2 separate regions of the Triticum aestivum genome follow, and region 2 is linked to region 1. Evidence: chromatin contacts called from public Hi-C data. All regions are on one chromosome and are shown on one strand. Each heading gives the region's core, a stretch centred on a gene start, on an enhancer-like site or on the middle of the called end of the contact. The rest is flanking DNA. Distances are from core to core; before and after follow the strand shown.

Region 1 (5,711 bases), core at 498-2,997:
ATGATGTGCATACAGTAATAATTACAGAATAGCTGATCAGAATGGATGAAACAAGAGCATGAAACTAGCTGATTTTCGTGGATAAATGAAGGTAATGATTAATACCTAGCTGGCGAGCTTCTTCAAGTGACAGTTCGAGTACACGCTTTGCACGAGGTGTAAATGGAATTTCAACGGCAACAAACCCACTGCCTCTTCCAATAATCTTTTCAACTTCCACACGGGCATCCTTAAGACTGATCCCCATAGACTTTAGAACCTTTGCTGCAATTCCAGTTCCCTCACCAATAAGGCCAAGCAGAATCTGTTCTGTCCCAACAAAGTTGTGGCCTAGGCGTCTTGCTTCCTCCTGTGCAAGCATAATCACCTTGATTGCTTTCTCTGTGAAGCGCTCGAACATGGCCCGGACAACCATTCTTGAACCTGACCCACGTGGTCGTGAAATCTGGCTTGCTACAATGGAGCCAAAGTCACGTTTGATAACGGACCTTGTATCCAGGAAATTTGTTTGCCGCAGTCCTTGAAAACCCCCGAGAGTGAGGGTCCTGGTTGGCGTACTGCGTAACATTGTGGCCCTTGTGCGCACACGGGACCGCGTAGAGCTACTCCTGTATGCGGTAGGAGCAATGGCAGACTGAACCAGAGTCCCCTCCATATTGAACTAACCAAAGAACCACAGGTTTACCAGTGCCTGCAAAAAAAAAGCATTACTCAAACAGAAAACATCATCAAATGATTGCAAAGCAACTATGGCATCTACTTCCGATGGTAGATCCCACATATGTGCCTCAAAAACGAGGTTAAAAGAATTCGCCAACCATTCACATATCATTGAAACAACACCTAATGACCCCAAATCAAAGAGCAGTATAGTACTATAAGAAATTCGGGCACGATGGTTTTTACCAAGCTTGATAAGTTTCATGTACCCAGCCAACTTCAACACAGGATTATCCACACGTGACTGCTCCAACCAAGAGAAGAATACCATCTAAATCCGCTCGACAATAGCACCCCAATCGGAAAGCCCCTACCGTGCGCCTACACGCGCCAAGCAAAAGCCAACATATATCCACATCCCGGCTGCTACCAAAATAGCGCGCTCGACTGCATCCACCGACGAGGTGGGTAAAAACAGGATTCGCAGAATTTCCCCTGGAACTATCCAACCAACCAGCCAATCGATCCCCGGAACCACCAAACCCAATCCACAAATCCGCCCACCCGAGGGAACGGAAGAGGATAAGGTTCCCCATGAACTCCGAAAACAATCGGCGAAAACAACCGCAGGAGTCATCGCCCCCCACGAGCGAAGGGCGCGGAGACGGAAGCGAGCGGCGGGCGCGGCGGGGGAAGCCTCACCTCGGCGACGACGTGGCCGCCCAGCGGCGGAGGACCTAGGGAGAACCTTGGGACGGGCGGAGTCGATAACACGGGGAAGAGAGCTAGATGCGAAATCCTAGCAATTCACAGGCTTAGCTAAAATTAATATAACTACTGCTCCGTAGGATCCATGTTACAATGAAAAGTGGAATACTCCTACCGAAGAAATACTACCTCAACTCGTGCACGCGGCGTGCTCGCTGCCTTGCCCCAGGTCCAGCCGCTGGCCGCCGCCCCACCCTCTCGCTCGCTTCTCGCTAGGGCTAGTCGCCTCGAATTACACGGCACCTGTGTCAATTGATAAGGAGCGACCACCCATGCTTATCGGATGTGCGTCGATTTAAAAGGCCCGGCGAGGCCCACAAGACACACCCCTTTCTCCTCCCTTTTCACTTGCGTGCTTGGTTACCTGCATGGTTTTTTTTACCTCTTTACACGTGTGTCTTAGTTAAATCCGGTTGAGAACAAAAACCATCATCTACATATAGTTTGATTGTTTTTATCTTGTGTGGCTGCATTAGGAAAGCAATATTTATCCAGTGTTTGGTTGCTTGTGCTGCACCGAATAGACAAATTACATGTTGTTTGGTTCCGAACGTCACAATGTATGATCACCACTTCTCATTAGTGGTGACCTTACCACACACGATTTTCCAACATCGTCTCAATCCTAACTAGAAAACAAATGATAGTTTAACAATAATAGGGAAAAGTTCATCGATGTCCAATTAGATGGAAGTCCATCCTCGTGAGTTGTTGTTTTGTTGTTGTTTCTTCTGTTGTTGCTGCTGCTTCTTCTCTTCTGTTGTTGCTTCTTCTTCTTCTCTTCTATTGTTGATGCTTCTTCTTCTCTTCTGTTGCTACTGCTTCTTTTTCTTCATATCCTTGTATGACCTTTATTTTCTCACATTGCCGAAGACTCCATCCTTTTGTTCTTCCAGGCTTTGTTGTCAAATGCCTCCACACCATGGTCGGAGTCAACAACATCATCAAGCATCACCTCTTCCTCCTCCGGCACAAGGTCATCACAACCCCATTGTAGGATCCAGTTATGAAGGATGCAACAAGCAAGAACAAGCTTAACCTGGGGTTTGAAAAGTGTGGAATGACTTCTGATCCAGAATCTTAAACCTATTCTTCAGATCTCCAAATGCCCTCTCAACCGTAATTCTAAGGCTAAAGTGTCTGAAATTAAACAATTCATGTGCAGTCCTAGGATAGTTTCTACCAGAGAACTCATTTAGATGGTGTCTGGTTTTCCTGAGGGTGGAAGAACACCAGGCCGACATGCATAGCCAGCATCTCTGAGGTAGAACTTGCCATCGGGGATATTGATGCCATCAGGTCTGAAAGCACATTTGCTCCCTTGGTGGTTTTGGTAATTCATGTCAACATACATGTTGTTGGACTAACATTTTTCATCAAGTATATTTCAAGAATAATACAGCCTAGGCTTGTAGATGGATGAAGATGTGGACCCCTCAAGCTACAAAGGACAAGCATTGGCAAAAGCTTCATGACTCTACATTTTTGGTTGAATGATGAAAGATCACATTGAGTCCATAGGAAAACCAATACTATTAAAAGTGAATGAGGTTTTGATCATGAGTCATTTGCTCAAGTGCTTGGAAATATTGCTCCAAAACTCTCAGCTACATTCTCACAATTCAATCTGTCCAAAAACCTAAAGTCATTCTCGGTCCCACTGAAATAGATACACCCGGACCCACCGAGATACACCAGACAGTGCCACAACCTAAACCCTAGAAACTCGGTTCCACCGAGATGGCATTCGGTCCCACCGAAGTGCACTGACAAACTTTCTGTACCCCATCATGTTCATTTCGAAATTACTGAGTGAAACCATTCGGAATTACCAAAATGATGCAAGTGCTTTAGCTCATCACATGTCAGAGCCACCGGGTGGATTCATCCTATCTCACTGAAACGTGTACGTTCGAATCTTTTACACTAGTCAGTCTCACCGAGTTCTTCATCCGGTGTCATTGAGTTGTGCATAAAGTTTGTAACCGCTAGATCTTTGGTGATGGCTATATATACCCTGATGCGGCTTGAACTACGTCGGTATTCCCCAAAGTGGAAGGGATGATGCAGCACAACTACGGTAGGTATTTCCCTCAGTGATGAGACCAAGGTTATCGAATCAGTAGGAGAACCACGCAACACTACATAATGGTACCTGCACACAAAGAACAAATACTTGCAACCCAACGTAAAAGAGGGGTTGTCAATCCCTCCCGGGTAAAAAGATAGATAAAATTGTAGTAGATTGGATAAATAGATCTCACGGGAACGCGAGATAAAATAAATAACAATAAATTGCAGCAATGTATTTTTGGGTTTTTGGATTAATAGATCTAGAAATAAAAGCGAATAAAAATAGATCTCAAAGGCAATATGATAAAGAAGAGACCCGGGGCCGTAGATTTCACTAGTGGCTTCTCTCGAGAAAAATAGCATACGTCGGGTAAACAAATTAGGGATAATTGTATTTGAGCCCTTAGTTGTGTCACCCTCGACAGGAATACCCCTAGTTTTGTAAAACACGCGGTCTTTCCCAACTAAGTTAGCTTGCTTTGTGTTTTTGCCCTTTCGTCATGGTTCCGTCCAGTCAGCGCCGTTTGACCGTGTGTTGACCGTTTGTGGACTTTTCCTTGGACCATTTTGCCCCTGCTTCTTCACTCTCTGGCGAGACACTGCCAAGTGGGACCCATCACCATCCCATGTTCCCTTTTATTTCTCTCCCGCCGGTCAAACCCTAGTCCTGGATGCCCTTCCCCCCTCTCTCAGATCCCATCAGCGCTGGAGCCACACATCCCGTCCATGGCCAGCGAAGGAAGGCTAGCGGAGGCCCCATCGGTGGTGGAGCCACGGATCCCATCGGGGTTGGGCTCGACCGCCCGCAGGAGCAAAACCGCCCTGACCCGCCTCGTTTCCGCGCCTGAGGTACGCCTCATCTCCGCAGCCGTTCATCGGGGTTGGGCGCGAGCGCCGCCCTGCCTGTGCTCCTTCCTTCTCCCTTTCTCTATCGATTCTCTCCGTCTCTCTCACCCTCCTCTTTTCTCTTCCCCGATAGGAGCAGGGAGCAACCCCAAAGCCACCATGTCACTGCCCATGGAGGTCCATCTCTCGATCCATTCACCGCCGCCGCGAGCCCTGTTCGATCTGGCGCTGCAATGTGTGAGGCATGAACTGCAGTGCCTGCGTCCCCGTTGACCCTCGTCCACGCCAACGCGGGCCAGCCTCCACCGACGCCTCCCTCTGGCCCAGATCCACAGCGCCCCGAGGGAGGCCCAGATCTCGTCGGTGGCCAATGTATGCGGCAGCCGGCGACACACGGTGGGGAGAGATGGTTTGGAGGGTGGCGCGTGGCGACTGGGGACGCACGGTGGGGATAGATGGTGGAGGAGGGTGGCACGCGCCTCGCCCAGGCCTCCTTCCACGCCGCAGCGGCGGAGTCCAAGCGCTCATCATGAGGACGCACGGGCGAGGAGGATTTGGCGAGCTCCGGCGAGCTTCGACGCCGATTCGTTTGGCTCCGGCGAGCTCATCCCCCTCCTACAGAGGGCGTCTTTTAAATCCTTGGCCCGACATTTTTTTAACACTTGACGCAATGTAATTAGCTAGTATAGCTAGCAACTATAGACTAATGATTAATTATATTCGAGATGAGACCGACCTTAAGTACTGATTTGTGTTAATTACTGGTGTTTTAATTAGTTTATGTTGTGTTAATTATTGCATAAAAAGGATTGCAAAATTGATGTTATGTTTACAACATGGCAGTGTCCATTAGAGATATTTGGTCCGTTGTGGGTCCCACATGATAGTGAGAAGAGTGACAGGTGGTTTTCTCAGTGATGGGTCCCACTTGAAAGTGTCTATTCAAAGAGTGACGAAGCAGGGGTAAAATGGTCGAGCGAAAAATCCATAGACGGTTAACACACGGTCAAACGGCACTAACTAGACGGAAATGTGACGGAAGGGCAAAACCATAAGAGGAGCAAGCCGCCTTGTGCAAAACCAAGGATTTTCGAAAACTAAGGGAAAAACTGTCGAGTGGGACACAACTAGGGGCATAAAATCGATTATCCCAACAATTTACTGTTGGCAATTGATACAACTTCAAATAATTATGACGATATCCAGGCAATGATCATTATATGGGCATCACGTCCAAGATTAGTAGACCGACTCCTGCCTGCATTGTCGGATTACGGGTTCCGCCAAACCCTTGAGGTTCGAACACTAGGGTGCGCACGAAGATCTCTCTCTCCCTAGCTCGCTCTCGCAACGATCTCAATGCC
Region 2 (6,223 bases), core at 2,068-4,567, 180 kb after region 1:
CCTAATAGGCCTCATAGGCCCATTAACTTCCCCCCTATAGGCCTTTTAGTATTTTCTTTAGCCCAATGATACTAAATAAATTATAAAAGCCTTCTAATCAATATTAGAACTTTTTATATTAATTTAACATCTCCAGAAACATTTTCCACCTATATATCAATTCCCTTTATTACCTAGTAAACCCCGAAACTCAATGGCCGCGTCGGATCTCCATTGTCTTCCCCATGTCCGGCAGCCCGCTCGTCGGACTATCGTGTGCCCCGGAGGTTATGCTTTAGCGCAAAGGGCGGCTTGCTTCCCCATGTTCGGCAGCGCCACTCATCAGAGTGGAACCACCATGATATGCTTCAGCCAAAGGGGAAAGGGGACGACGGTGGCCTGCGACCGGGTAATACACCGGCCGTGTATGCTGGCATCGCCTCAGTGGTGGCCTTCATGGGACCCAAGCGACGACGGCCTCCCACTGAAAGGATCGAGAAGAGGGGTCTAGGGGGGGGGTGTGATTAGACCCTTAACGAGCAAAAGTGGCAGTTTTTAATTTCTTCAAGTTAAGGTTGAGTGTAGCATGTGTTAAAGGCACACACAATACATTTCAAGCCAGCATGATAAGAGTATAGGCAGCGGAAAGGGTAAAGCATGCAATTTGCAAGAATATAAAGGGATGGGATTGGAGTGTGCAAATGCAATGGAGACACGGAGAATTTTTGGCGTGGTTCCTATAGGTGGTGCTATCGTATGTCCTCGTTGATGGAGACTTCAACCCACGAAGGGTAACAGTTGCGCGAGTCCACGGAGGGCTCGACCCATGAAGGGTCCACGAAGAAGCAACCTTGTCTATCCCAACATGGCCATGGCCCACGAAGGACTTGCCTCACTCAGGTAGATCTTCACGAATTAGGCGATCTCCTTGCCCTTACAAACTTCTTGGTTCAACTCCACATCACGACGGAGGCTCCCAAGCGACACCTAGCCAATCTAGGAGACACCACTCTCCAAAAGGTAATATACGGTGTGTTGATGATGAACTCCTTGCTCTTGTGCTTCAAATGATAGTCTCCCCAACACTCAACTCTCTCTCACATATTTGGTTATGGTGGAAGAAGGATTTGAGTGGAAAGCAACTTGGAGAAGGCTAGAGATCAAGGTTCAAATGGTTGGAATGGAATCTCTTGATCTCAACACATGAGTAGGTGGTTCTCTCTCAGAAAACGAATGGTGGAAGTGTAGGCACGTTGTGATGGCTCTCCTTAATGAGGGAGAATGGCTGGAGGGGTATATATAGCCTCCACACAAGATCTAACTGATACACACTTTTGACTCATCTCGGTGGCATCGATTAGGAAACTCGGTGGCACCGATCTGTTAAAAAATATGAACATTAGGAATCTCGGTGGGACCGGCTGAAACAACTCGGTGGGACCGATGTGCTAGGGCTTAGGGCAAACTTCATCTCGGTGGCACCGATTGCATCAACTCGGTGAGACCGAGGTGAGTGCAACGAGAAACAGGGAATCTGTCAAGCTAACTCGGTGGGACCGATTGTAACAACTCGGCGAGACAGAAGTGAATGCACCAAGTCACAAAGCGTTGGCAAGGCCATCTCGGTGGGACCGAGATCCATATCAGTGTGACCGAACTGTTAGGGTTTCTGGCAGTGGCTATGTCATGATGAACTCGGTGGCTCCGGATGAAAGATATCGGTGGGGCCGAGTTGGAGTTTAGTGTTTTGGACATATTTGGATGGAGAGAGTGACTGAGGGTTTTGGAGCAATATCACTAAGCACTTTGAGCAAGTAGACCATTATGCAACACCTCGTCCCCTTTTAATAGTATTGGCTTCCCTGTGGACTCAATGTGATCTTGGATCACTTAAACAAAAATGAAGAGTCTTGAGCTTTTGCCAATCCTTGTCCTTAACATTTTGAAGGGATTCCACATCCTCTTGTCCTTACCACTCCACTATTGAACTTATCTGAAATATACTAGATAAAACTATTGGTCCAACAAAAGATATGTTGACATTAATTACCAAAATCACCCAGGGAGCACTTGTGCTTTCACCCATGTTCTACTTCTCCTCGATGATTGCGGCGGGTGCAGACGTGTTGTACATCATTTCATCTATCTCTGCGAAGCCAATTTCTTTCTCCGCCGTCAGGGCGTGGTTACGCATACGTTGACGGCGGATGGAGCGATCGCAGGCACTGGAGGAGCGGCACGATACGATGTCGTCCACAGCAACCACAAATGCATGTGCCGCCATGCTCCCCGCGTGTCGTCCTGGAGCAACCCGCCACTCCTCGGCGAGCTAGCTTGGAGTGGCGAATTGTTGAACGACGTGGCGGCTTGGACCTTCTGCATCTGCAAGCTGGCCTGCAGCAGCCTGGAGCGTCGAGGGTGTTGGAGCAGAGAGTTGCCTGGCTCGTATCCTGCGGGCTCGACGGACCATCCAACCGGCTTTTATGCCGGAAAACTCCTCTTCCTGCTCGCCGGATGCCATGGATATTGTGGAGAAAATGGTGCAAGGAGGAGATGGGAGTGGGGTGTGGTACGATTTTTGCTTGGCGTCTGGCGCCGTTGAAATAGTGGGCCGACGGCCGAAGCCAACCGGCGTCGTGTTCAATGACGGGTGGCTCACGAACAGACGCGTGGTTGGAGTAGATTTCTTGGCACACACACTGGTTTAATGGAGGAAGGCGGGCAGTTTGTGGTCGTTTGAATGTGGCGAGGAGATGTGTTCAGCCGGGCGTGCAGCGGGCGGCACTGTCTCGGCCAGCGCACCGCTTCAATGCCGACAGTGAGAGGTCGCATCCGTTTTGTGCCGGCGTCAATGCGGAGCGGCCGCTCTCCAGTGGCATGAATGTGCGCAGCTGGCGTCAGGCCGGAACGCGCGCGAGCGCGGATATTTTTTTTGTGGGGCAAGGTAGTCAGGAGCGGGCGTGGCAGTGGTCCGGACGCCTGCAAAGCCTCTCATTTTGTCTCCGGTATGCAGAAAAAAAACATATTCGAACAGCGCGGTCCGAATGTAAGCGGACGGTTTAAAAGTCGGTGTTGAAGATGCTCTTACATCAAAACCATCTGCAATTATGTGCAAGACCGCTCAGGGGTTGATTGCTGATTAGGGGCTGATTGATCTGATATGGCAAAGTTTAGGGGCTGGTTTATCCGCTTTTAAGGGGTAATTTTTTGAGGAGGAAAAGTAATACTGTACTACTGTACTTTTTTGCTTTTCTAAAAAAATATATTAACTGTGCATGTGACGTTCTAGCCCGTTTCGGTACCGACACCAAAGCCCGGGCCCAAGCCCAAGCCGGAAACGATTATCGACCGCGAGTTGCCGTCTTCAACTTCAAACCTCGCAAGCCTCTCAGACTCGAAGCAAACCCCCATCTCAAACCCACAGCGCACGGCCGGGCCGAGGGGAACTTTCGAGAAGCTTCTGTAAGATTGGTTCGCTGCCTCGCGTCCGATCCATGGCGGCCGAGGGGGGCGGAGGAGGAGGCGGCGGCGGAGCCGGGGAGGGGTTCGAGGAGCGGGTGAAGCGCCTCTTCGGGTCGCGTCTCTTCGGCGACGTCCCGAGCTCCTCCTTCCCGGCAGCTTCCTGGTCCGTCGCCGCCGGAGATGTTGAGCGCCAGCGCTGGGCGCGCCCGTCGGAGGCCCGCGACGAGGAGGAGGAGCGCGCCGCGGCCGAGCGCGCCGACACGCCATGCTCGTCCGCGTTCTACGATGCCAACGGGTGCCTCCGCGGCCGGAGGCGGCGGTCCAAGCAGGACTTTGAGGACGACCCCGAAGATGATGAGGAGGATGAGGAGGATGTGAGGGGCGAGGACGATAGGAAGGAGGAGAAGGACGAGGAAGAGGAGGTTAGGGTTTCGATCGGCCTCGACCCGACTCTGGATCGGGAGGTGAGAGAAAAATAACTTCCGATTTTATTTGATTTGACCATTTGCTATTCGATGCTGTATTGCTTGTGGAAATTAGGGCATTGATTATATAAGATAGTAAGGCCGATTTGGCTTCTTCTTTTGCTACTCATACCCTACTGCTTGCTGAAGAAACGTTTCATCTGTAGAGTGTATTGATCTCCAGTCTCCTAGCGGGGTAGAAAAAGTGCTAAGTATGGGGGATTGGAGTATCGTTGTCATCAATTTGCTCCCTTCATGTTGTTTGCTTGTTGTGATTTTCGCTTTTGATTTTTGCAATGGGGTCTTTTTCAAGGGAAATGCCGCAGGGGATAAGAGTCTATTCCACAGTTTCAATGGAACCTTAAGGACTGTTCATTTCTTTTGAAGGCCTTTTGCTTTTGCTAATTACTAGTACTAAGATAAATCATAAAGCAAACCAGACTGTTTGTAGACTTATATAAGACGACTTTAACATGAAAACACTAAAATTATCTAAATCTGATACTAAATGCAGGTAAGGAGCTTTTGCTTTTGTATTTGGCATACCTATCTATTTGCACCTTGTTCTGATTGGGTGTGTTATCTTTCAGGAAGAGGAGGACAAATATGATAGAGCGGCATTTGGTAAAGAAGATGCTGCAGAACGTGTGTACATGAGTGAAATCATGGATGAGGGCATTAATATGAGCATCAATACTGTAGTGCCTGACCTCCTTGATGATACCATTGATGAGATCTGTGGTTTATCCAAGGATCCTCGGGCAGATCTTGATGCAGCATCTGCAAGGCTCAGAGAAGACAATAGTTCAGGTAAAATTGGCCTTCATTCTCCAACTCAAACCAAGGAGTGTCCAACTGCTGGAATGCAAGCAATGAGAGCTCAGGATATCGGTGTGAAACCTATACTGAAGAGGAAGGAGGAGCAAGCCGATTCAAAACCAAGGAAACGTGTGAGGTTTAATGCCGATGTTAAAGAACAACCAGTGGAGCTTCTTGAACATGATGAAGATTCTCCCATGGTTCCTCAGTCAATGGATGTGGTCACAACAAAGGGCAACTTGGGCAACTCCTCCACGCCGTCTGGGGTTCCTGACTATGTTAGGAACCCTTCAAAGTACACATGTTACACTATGGAGACACCAGAGAGTACTGACGAATCAAACAGGAGAGCTCTTGCAGACTTGCACAATCTGTTAGGCAGATCAGATCCCAACAAGATGCAGCCTGAGACACCTGCTGAGATTCCTAGTTCAGTCACATTCATCCCTAGGAAGAAGTCAGTTGATGCCATGGTGGTGGATGAGGGCCCCAGATTTAGTAGTGCAAACCCATCTCTCATTAGTGCAGCAGCAGCAGTAGCCTCTGATGGAACTGACCAATGTGAGATGGATGAAGATGACCCTAAAGCATCACCACCACCACCACCACTGATGCAGACCAACTCTAAGATGAACTCCCGGCGTTACAGGTCAAGTAGAGCAGATGATGAGTAAAGCTGATATTCTGGAGCCCTTTGTCAATGTATGTTTAAGAAAATTTACAAGTTTAAAACTTCTCGATGATGCTACATGTGTTTAGTGGATACTTTGTTGTACCTATGCCTCGGTTTTGTGATCCGAGTTGACCAGCTGTTGTTAATTACGGTTTTATTTATAGTTGTTAATTCATGTTTGAATTTCTTGTGCTGGGAGCTGTGGTTAATGCAGTTGCACTCCTAGAATTCAATAAGTCACAGTGATGAGCAGTGTATGCTGAAACATCTTTTGCTTCCCTTTGTAGTTTCGTGACAAACATAGTGTTTTACTGTGCATTCAAGAATCAACTTGGAGAGAAACAGAACATCCCTGCAGTCCACAATTAAGCACCAAGATTCCTCCCCTGGAATCAGATTCACCAGAATACACAAGGTTGTGCCCTTTTGATGTACAACAAATGTCATTAAGCTTTTGCATCTCCCATGAGGAAAATAGGCCATCTCCTTCAGGTTTCTGACTAAATTTCAGAACCAGTCTACAAGAAAAATCAAATGCCGAGATACTCTACCAATCTGTACATTCTTATAATTTCATGCTATTTCCCTTCTTATTTGCAGTAATTATTTACTTTGATCAAGACGTTTACAGCAGCAAACTACAGCTTGTCAGCAATTCTGTAGAGGGCATCAGCCACCTTGCCAAGCACACCTAGCAAGCTGCTCACTTGGTCCTTCCTCTGCTCCCTATCCAGTTGGCAGTTGATGTTCTGCGCCTCCAGCTGTGCCGCCACCATCCGGCTGCTCCGGTCTAGAATCTCAACAAGCTTGCCCTGCAGGTCAGCGG

The links. A called contact is a pair of places that touch in the nucleus more often than the background predicts.
Region 2: a Hi-C map of leaf shows a contact between it and region 1, with 5 times the contacts expected there. The contact joins the promoter of LOC123053177 here to the promoter of LOC123053174 in region 1. A contact is called at or near these places in 3 of 5 Hi-C or Micro-C datasets (all in leaf).

Annotation. Positions count from the first base shown.
Region 1 is chr2D:366,426,802-366,432,512 of IWGSC CS RefSeq v2.1, forward strand. It overlaps LOC123053174 (chaperone protein ClpC1, chloroplastic), which reads right to left and starts at 1,748. Exons shown (of 10, transcript XM_044476592.1): 1 at 1,558-1,748; 2 at 106-691. The coding sequence starts at 655.
Region 2 is chr2D:366,605,385-366,611,607 of IWGSC CS RefSeq v2.1, forward strand. LOC123053177 reads left to right here and starts at 3,318. Exons shown (of 2, transcript XM_044476594.1): 1 at 3,318-3,905; 2 at 4,496-5,572. The coding sequence starts at 3,474. The coding sequence ends at 5,398. It overlaps LOC123053178 (trihelix transcription factor ASR3), which reads right to left. Exons shown (of 3, transcript XM_044476597.1): 3 at 5,736-6,223. The coding sequence ends at 6,036.